Linked DNA regions of Drosophila melanogaster: regions 1 and 3 are each linked to region 2. A link is a contact called in public targeted proximity ligation data. All regions are on one chromosome and are shown on one strand. The core of a region is the stretch at or near the end of the contact, and the rest is flanking DNA. Distances in the headings are between cores, read along the strand shown. Region 1 holds the start of knrl (knirps-like). Region 2 holds the start of fng (fringe). Region 3 holds the start of Nubp2 (NUBP iron-sulfur cluster assembly factor 2).

The links.
Region 1: a contact with region 2 is called in a targeted proximity ligation map of the S2 cell line, with 6 times the contacts expected there. A contact is called at or near these places in 1 of 107 Hi-C or Micro-C datasets (embryo) and 4 of 7 datasets of targeted methods (the Kc167 cell line and the S2 cell line).
Region 3: a targeted proximity ligation map of the Kc167 cell line shows a contact between it and region 2, with 4 times the contacts expected there. A contact is called at or near these places in 1 of 107 Hi-C or Micro-C datasets (the Kc167 cell line) and 1 of 7 datasets of targeted methods (the Kc167 cell line).

What each region holds. Positions count from the first base shown.
Region 1 is chr3L:20,619,235-20,622,496 of dm6, reverse strand. knrl (knirps-like) reads left to right here and starts at 1,838. Exons shown (of 4, transcript NM_176374.2): 1 at 1,838-2,755.
Region 2 is chr3L:20,947,754-20,950,987 of dm6, reverse strand. It overlaps fng (fringe), which reads left to right and starts at 1,476. Exons shown (of 7, transcript NM_079467.3): 1 at 1,476-1,818. The coding sequence starts at 1,687. lncRNA:CR45243 (long non-coding RNA:CR45243) reads left to right here and starts at 205. Exons shown (of 1, transcript NR_125030.1): 1 at 205-629.
Region 3 is chr3L:20,525,030-20,527,969 of dm6, reverse strand. It overlaps Nubp2 (NUBP iron-sulfur cluster assembly factor 2), which reads right to left and starts at 1,394. Exons shown (of 3, transcript NM_140986.3): 1 at 1,206-1,394; 2 at 690-1,132; 3 at 60-377. The coding sequence starts at 1,316. The coding sequence ends at 149. Pss (Phosphatidylserine synthase) reads left to right here and starts at 1,796. Exons shown (of 6, transcript NM_001275189.1): 1 at 1,796-2,484. The coding sequence starts at 2,144.

The sequences.
Region 1 (3,262 bases), core at 589-3,088, 330 kb after region 2:
GAGGTATAAATTCCAGAAACTAAGCTATTTATGATACATTAATCCCGCGGACGGCATCTGGAAACTTGCGGATCGGCGAGTTTGTCTCTCTTTCGCACTAGGGGGCGCCAGCTAACAATGTTAGTAATATCGTAAAATGTCTTATGGCTATCAACAGATATCGCATTTAATGATCGAAACTATGACAGCTTGACAACTGCCAAACGGGCGAAAAAACTAGTGGAAGATGCAAAAAAAAAGAGGAATTAGATGCAGACCGTTAGAAAAACTCCATCACTCGAGTCTTACGTACTCCCCTCTCTTTCGGAGACACTTAGTCCCTCTCATTCGCACTTTCAGTCGAGATCGCTGGAAGTGGGCAATGTTCGATGGACTTTTGTTGAGTTCAGGGGAGGTGGGTGGTGGGTTAAAACTCCCCGATCGATAGACCACGCCCACTGGCAAGCCGCTAATACGATTTCGATGGATGCGTCTGTGTGAGTGATCGCTCTCATTGATCGCTCTCGTTTGCATGGGTAGCTCTCAGCCAGCTGCTCTGCATTGGTCAGCGAAACGAGAACATATATGCCGGGTATATAACTCGCCCGATGCACGGGAGATGGCCTTATAGTCCGGTCTCGTTTTCGCCCACGGCAAACGGGATCGGCTCGTTTATCTAAAACACCCGACGACGACTGCAGCACGATCCCGTTTTGCGCTGGTGTTAGTGGATTCCGCTCTCATGAGCACGCCGCTCTCTTTACCGGTTGTCTGTGTGAGTATACTGGATATAACGGTGCTCCGATTGTGTTAATCGAGCCAATCAAATGTGGTAACGAATTCTTCGAGTAGATATATTCACGAGAGTGTGTGCCCTGTGAGTGAAGCACTCAAAAGCCGCACAAAATGGTGAGCGATTGAGAAAAACAATCGAGTGCAATATTCAAAGTGAGCAACTGGAAAAATAATGATGTATTTGGAGGCAAATATTGTATATTGTATTGTATCTTATTTTTTTGAACTAATCAAGTATGTTATATTGTTAATTTACTATATACCACATTTGATCAGCTTGCCATAAATATTCCCCAGTTATATAACATTGGACACTAAATCAACAAAACTATGTTCCTTAACAATCGTTAAATTTATTAAATTATATTATATTTATCTAACGAATAAAATTGATTATAAATAAAGTAGAAAAAAGAAAAAGGAAATACTTAAGATTGGTCAAATTAAACAACACGCTAAATAGACTTAGATTACATCTTAAACGACTTATATTTGTTCGCAGTTACTAGGAATTTATTATTATATCTTAACCGAGAAATAAACTGTGCAATTTATATATATATTGCAAACACGACATGCATTTTTTTCTAAATTTGTTGGTGCCTTTTCTATAGTTATAGTTCGTATTTATGTTAGTAATTATACGTTTTTAATATATGTTCATATGCATTTACTCAGTTTCAGCTTGATCTGTGAATACAACTCAATAGCCGAATCGACTCGGATTTGAGTTAACATCACTCAAACAGCGGCTCACACAGACAGGCAATTTGAGTCAAAGTCGCTCTTTTAAGTCTCACTCTCGCTCTCTCTCTCCCTGGTTGTCTTTCGGTTGGGGGTTGAGAGTTCGGGTGTATCACCGTTAGAGAGAATCGGAATCGTCTTCTTCCTCACACACACAATCGCACCCCAGCTGGGCTCGAGTTTGTCGCTTTTGCAGTCTTTTGTTTTTGTTTCGGTTTCTGTTACTGCTTCTTCGACCAGTTTGTAGTTTTTGTTTATAGTAGTATCATCTCCCCGGCCAGAGATATTGTTGTTGCTACTTCTCTGGTAGCCGAAGTCTCAGCTCAGTGTGCTACCGAGCGTTCGTCGGATGATATTGCAAAGCATCTGAGTCGCCGAGTCGCAGCGGTGTGAGCACTTTGCAGAACTGCTTAACATCAGTCTTTAGTGATAGCTCGCGCTTCTTGCTCGCACGCTCGATCGCACGTCGCCGTCGTCGTTGCGTCGTCTTCGTCTTACGTCCCAGGCGTTACGTTGTTTTGGCCGCCGCTAAAAATCAACACATGCAAATTAAGATCAAAAAATTACTCAGTTAAATAAAATGAATTGTAACAATACTACGAATATGTATATGTAGTGCCAACTGAAATAGTAGAGTTCAGTCTGTAACACGTCACTGCAAAAAAACTCAAAAGCGGCAAACGAAAGCGGAAATAAAGAAATTTACGGCAAGTGCGCGTGCGCAGCCAGGAGTGCCCTCACACAAAGGTGTGGTCACTCCATAAAAACTCGCATTCAAAACACAGAAGGCGTAAAAACAGCACCAAATAAAGTCCCACGGAAATATCTCTAGCTAAATTAAAATTTAACCATACTGCAAAACTTTAAAACTTTGTATTACAATAAAAATTATACAAAATATTGCCTCCTTGTGATATATGTACACCCTGCTATATGCAAAAACACACATACTCAAACAACCCAAAAGATATATATTAAACATGCTTCACGCTCGCCTAAAGTTCTAAAAGTCAAGTGCAATTTGAGCAAAAACAGCAACAACTCTATACGCTCAAGTGACGTTTTATTGGCGCAAGGTGAACAAAAAATAATAGCAAGCAAATACACGAAAATACACAAAACCTTAAACGGAAAGTTCACAATGTTAGGAGACGCAGACCTTAAGTGCGCAACGAAATAGAAACACTAAGCAAATAAATTGGATTAACTTGATAGGCTGATCGGTCAGTAAAAGCAGGTAAGTTCAAAGGTTCAATGGCGCCCTCAAAAAAAAATATAGAAGAAACGGAACGAACGGGCTTTTTTGAGACACATCCATCATGCGGACATAAAAATGGGGATAGAGATGGGGCTTCGGAGTTGTAGATGGGGAACATGTGAATTTCATTAACGAATAGAATTCATAAAACAAAAAAAATCAAGATGAAGATGGCGACGCCAGATAACGCTTGACAATCCGACTAACTGACGAACTGTCTACGACTGTCGGCGGGGTTTGTATGATTTAATTATACAAACCATATACACACTCCCCTATATGACACTTATACGACAGCCCAGTAGGAGCTATAGCCCCCAGCTACGGTTTTGTGAGAAAGTTTTCTCTGGCCGATCTTTGTTGACCAGTGCACTTTTTAGTGTGGCCATAAAACATGGCTAGATCAACAACAACAACCATGCAAGGGCAAGGCAAATAAACTTTACGACTATATAACAGAATCAATGTAAGTCAAGTGCGAGCGAG
Region 2 (3,234 bases), core at 227-2,726:
AACAGTTTTAAAGCCCCTGGGTAATTGTCGATGGTTCTAAATTTATGCTAAGCTTTTGTATTTAAAGGGCTCAGTCTTAAATAATCTAAAACATTAAACTATTAAGGGTTGGATAGATTTTTCAGCTGACACAAGGCGATAAAAGTTTACATTTTTATGCTGTTCTCTTACCGAATTAAATACGAATTCACTATTTTCTTGCAGTGCTCCGCCGACTCTGCTTAATGCAATTCAGGCGAAAGGCGCACAAAGGGACAGCGAACAAGATGCCGAGTTGCTGATTGTGCGGGCAGCGCAGTCGACGCGGGCAGAGGTGTCCGCAAAAGCTTTTGTCGCCGCCACAAACATGGAATATGACAAGCTGGTGAGGAGTAGGATGGGATTCGGATTGGGATGGAATGGGATCGAGCTGAATGGGCTGAGAGCAGCAAGAGGAGGAGGAACGGGAAGATACTGCTGGATGGTGCCTGGCATGCAAAGCATTGTCAAGTGGGGAGCAGGCCAAGTGCTACACAAAAACCGAGCGACAAAGAAACGTCGCAGAACGCTGCCGACGCACGTGAGATGTGGATGCATTTGATGCACGGAGCGAGAAAGGGATGTAGAAATTAGTAGTTTGAAATTATTGTAAAAGAATTCTTCTGTTTGTATTTTTTAGTTAAATTAATTACTTATCCATAAATACACTGTCTAACTATTTCTAAGCCACTTAAAGGTATAATATAATCTGAAAAGACCTCTCTATTTGAAATAAAATTTCAATGGTAAATAGAGGAGCGGCTCTTGAATGTTTAAATAAAGTTTAATGCTTGCACTTTTTGTTCCAAGTGCATGATTTAAGAGTGTGTAGGCTTCCCTGTGTGGGCAGGGTAGGGAAGCCAGGCGAAAGAGCGATGGAGAGAGCGAGAGACAATGGCGACAATAAAAATGCGATCGCACAACATGCTCCACAGATAAGTTAACGCAAAGTGACAACGTACAACTTTTAATGGAATTGTCGTCGCCGACGGTGGGCGGTGGGGCGTGGCAGGGTAGTCAGGAGGGGAGTGGGGGTATATATGACATAGCCAAGAAGTCACCGCATTTGGAGCGCTGCCAAGTCAGTTGAACTATGTTTACTTTAAGGATACGGCCGCCACCTGGAAAAGGGACCTTCAAAGGCTGCCTTACACGATTCCGAATCCCCGATTCCGATCAGAAGTGGGCTGAGTGGGGGTCGACACACGAGCACATGAAAATTGCCTTCGGCAGCTACTGTGGCACAAGCTAAAGAGAGAGGATGAGAGCGAGCGCGATCGAAGAGAGAGCGCCAGCTGCTCCCATTGGAGCAGCTAACGTTTCCAATTGGACCAGCTCAAAGGGAATTCTCTCTCTCTCTTTCTCTCTCGCTACTCTCACCGCTTACTGGTCTTTCTGGTTTTTGTTTTGTTTACGATTTTCGCTGGAAGAAGAGAAGAGTAGATCGCGCTACCACAATCAGTTGCTTTTCAAGCTTGCCACAAGCAAGACGTCAGTGCGCGCGTGCTGCGATATCGAAATCGAAATAAACTTAAAAGATATCGTAATTTCAGAAATCGAGCAGAATTCATACGATCCAGGAAAAGAACCAGCTAATATTGGAATATAAAACCTACCCAGTGATCAAATCGGCGGTGCTTCAATGTGCGCGTAGTGGTCCGTAACCGTATGATGAGCCTGACTGTGCTCTCGCCACCGCAACGTTTTAAGCGAATCCTGCAAGCCATGATGTTAGCCGTCGCCGTCGTCTATATGACCCTACTGCTCTACCAGAGCGCCTACGGATATCCGGGCATCCAAGTGAGTTGCGAGTTCGAGTGGGCGACATAATCCAGCTTGCGTGGGTGTTGTTAGCGCTGCGAAACTGTCAAACGTGTGTGCTCCGCACTGATCTGCATAAGTTGCAAAGCTGCAAAGGCCAGGCAATTTGCATTATCCCCCTTTGATTCCGATCCCGATCGACGTCGACTCGTGCACTTTCATAAATCAACGCCGGCGACTTGAGTTTTGCAGCTGCGGCTTTGGCCGTTAAAAAAACCTTTTACGCCCTTGCCTTGCATATAAAACAGTTTCGGTGCTTGGCTTTTTGCGCTTTTATACCCTAATAGGGGGTATCATAATTGAACACAAATTTCGGCGAGGAAGCGTTTTAAAAGGATATACCCTACGATTGGTGATTGGATGGGGATCGGTATCACGGGGAATTCATTTGGAACTAAGGACTTGATTGCTTTAGAAATTGTGCAGAAGTTTATGTAGAGGTAGTGCCTAGCTTAGTGGTTTGTTTCAAAAATGGAAATATGATCCTGAATTTATTTGTTTTTTTTTTTTACAATTAAGCTTATATTTGATTGATTTAAGGACAAGAGAATGTAATTCTGTTAAAGTTGATGTTCAAAGATCGGCTCGCATTATCGAGACATTATTAAAATCCTAAAATCATACCATTAGGCACTTGGAATATATTTTTGAAAATCACCAATACTTTCCAATTCCCACAAGAGTATTCCCAGTTTCGATTACCGAAGATCCAGTCAACCGTTCCTGAATTTCTTGGTTTGCCGTCGGCAGAGCGTCGCCAAAGCTTTCAGTTGCCTGATTCCAGGGCCTGTCAGGGTTCTGAGCCCTGTCTGCTCTGCCCATTTATTATTGTTCTCTTCTTACTCTTGATTTTTGCATAAATTTTTGTGTAATAAAATATTGTGTGCTAATATTACCAAGGTGTGCGCTGCGAGGGGGGATCTCATGGAGGTGAATCTCAATGGACTCGTCCAGTGGAAAACCTTGTCAGTTGCATCACAGATAACAAATAGTTGAGGTCCGTGGGAATGGCCTTAGTTAGCCTCCTATTGCATTGCAAACACTTTTTGGCAGGGTTTTATGCGAACAGGCTATTTTTAGAACCCTTGAAATTCGAACTATGTGTCCACCTTCTAGGATTATCATATTTTAAAAACTTTAAATGAAACGACGCCATAAGAAAATAGTGCACATATTTTTAATCAGTTGCATATACAGATTCCTCAAAGTTTTCTTCCAACATTTCTTTATATAGTTCGATTTTTGTTAAATGAACCCTACTGCTGTAGTTATACCTTCAACTGTTACAGCTCCCTAACTAAGGCTTACAAATTTCATAATATTAGTGATTCGAGCCGCTGGCAATAGAGTTAAGAGCTCATAATTGAATCAGCTGCAGCATCCTCAAAAATATCC
Region 3 (2,940 bases), core at 145-2,644, 420 kb after region 2:
AATGTGTTTAACAATGGGAGTCCCTATTTAAGTTTACCAATTAAATACCATGGCAAATTAAATCGTTTCCTGAAGAAAATGGTTATATTCATAAACTGAATAATGAAACAAGCTATCATATTTACAAAATTGTTATGTTGGTATTTATTTAGGAGACCAACATCGTTTTCAACTTCTCAACTATATGCGTCAGCACCTCCGCTGTCGTGGAATCCGGAAGCTCATCCAAGACGGACGTAGTGGTGCCCGCCAAAATGCCAACACGGGGATCTATGGGCAGAGTTCCTAGATGTGGTACTTGGGCGTAAGTGGCCAGTGAGACGCCACCGTTTGACGAGAATATATTGGTGCACGAGGTGCAATGGGGGCACACGAACCTGTGACAATCAAATATAAGATAATTTAGTCAAACATGAGATAATTATCACCTGGTTAAAGTCCACAGGTGTCGCCCTGCCGTAAACTTGACACGCAAAGGCGTCCAATTAATATCTATGTATATTTGCATTTTCAATTAGTCAGCATCAAATACAGTAGAAATGCTTATCAGAAGCTTGTAAAACTCTTTTCAGTCAGGGATGGATATCGTTCTCGTTGCATTGCATTGGAGTTCCAATTTTTTGAGGACAAATTAAAATGAATCCTATTTTGTTGTCTGTCTTGCGGCTTAACAAACTCAAATAACTTACCCACTCATATTCTCGACGATGCCCAGGATATTGATGCCGGTCTTCTTGCAGAAGGTGATCTCCTTGCGTACATCGTCCAGGGCCACCTCCTGCGGTGTGGTCACAATTATGGCTCCGTGGCAACCAACCTCCTTCAGGCACTCCATTACGGTGATGTGCTCATCCGAAGTGCCGGGTGGCGTATCGATAATTAGGTAATCCAGCTCATCCCACCTGACGTCGGTGAGGAACTGCCGGATCATCATGGTCTTTTTGGGACCACGCCAAATGACCGGATCCTCACGGTTCTTCAATAAAAATCCAATGGACATCACCGCCAAGGTTTGGGATTCATCTGTATAGACAGGAACCCATCCATCGTCGCACTGGAAGATATCCCGTCCTTCCAGACCCAATAGATATGGCACACTCGGTCCACACAGATCTATATCGAGCAGACCAACCTAATAGATTGTTCATATGAGTACCATTCAAAATTCATCGGTAATGTTTTTGTGGTGAAATGGTTTGGCTTACCTTAAATCCGTTTTTTCGCAGTGCCAGCGATAATTGGGTGCTCACTGTGGATTTTCCTACTCCGCCCTTGCCTGATAGCACTACGATAACATTTTTAACCTTGTCCAGCATTATAAAGCGATTTAAAAGCAATTTATTCCGAAACCAATGCAAAGTCGTGGATTGCGTTTTAGTCAACAAGTGCAATCAGCTGTTCAGGGCTACAGTCATAGCATTAGGGGTGTTCCAGGATTCCACTATGTTGAAATATCCAATCTGAATAATGTTATGCGTGACCTCATTATTATTTGACTGTTTGTAAACAAAAAATCATTTTATCCTCGGGAATGCCATAAATGCTGCCTAGAAAGTTATTATATAGAAAAAATAAGGTAAAGAACTAAGTTATATAACTAACGCTATATAACTCTAAAATAGTGACAATATAATCTTGTTATAAAGTAGGGTGATGACTGCTTTTCGAATACGATCTGAAAATATACAAAATATTTGTCATCATAAGATACCTGGATCACCCCCAACGTTCCGCTATTCATCTGGCAACGCCCCTGTTATCAAGTCACACATTTCAACCCTCCGGCAACACCACCGCCGGCAAGTGTCGATTTTTATTGGTCCAAGCCGCGCGCAGCATGTTAATTGACAACAACGGACGGTAGCTGGCAAATGATAAAATAAACGTGCGCCGATCGAACGCGAGTCGAGGATCCAGGAGCCGTGCCCACGCCATAGCAATCGAGGTCACTCGAGCCGGGAGCCATAGAAACCGCTGCGAGGAGAGCCGAGTGGCAAGTCTTGGTGGAATCGAATCGAATGTTGCGCAACCTTCAGTCCCCGCATGTACTTAGCCACCAAACCGATTCCGAGCCACCAACCACCTAACAACAACCACATCACGCCACCCGCCTACATTTGATAATCGAATTTGTAGTTAGGCGATGAAGAAGCGCACTAATTCACGTGGCACCCCGACCTCGTCGGGCGACGCGCTACTGGACACCTCCTTCTCCTCCGCCGGCGATGCTGAGCGGGATCATCCCGCCTACAAATCAGGCGCGGCCAGTGCCCCTGCCACGCCCACCAAGCGACGGGATGGCAGCGATGGCAGTGTCAGCAGCGCGGGAGCACGCAGGAAGCGCAAGGACGAGATCGCCCAGACATTTGTGATCGTCAACGAACGTCCCGTGGACGACATATCGCTGGACTTCTTCTACAAGCCACACACCATCACCTTGCTGGCTGTTTCGGTGCTCGCCGTCATGTACTTTGCGTTCGTCAGGTGAGTAGATGAGCCCATGAGCCCGCAGGGGAACCCCTTCGTGATAACCAATGAAGGTTATTCGATCCTTAATACAACGCAACTTCATTGCGAGCTCGCAATCGGTTCACTTGTATTCATTTCGATCTTAGAACTTTGCCTTTGTCAGCTGAGATAGCATTGAAAAATCGTTGAGTTTTGCTTGTTAACCCATTGGGTGTTTATGCGGGTTTGGTGCGCTCGTTAGCTTCATCTTATTATATTATATTATATTATATTGGGTATTCCTTGAACCGACAGAATCTTTAGATAAGAAAGAGTTTGTAAATCCATTTCTGTCAGTACTGATTACTATGAGAGGCACGTTTAGAACTATAGTACTGGTCTTAACCCTTATCAGTATTACATAACTGTTCTGTAGTAAATCCCCTTAGTAACAATAGTTTATTTGCATTGGCTGGTAGCGAGATAGAACCA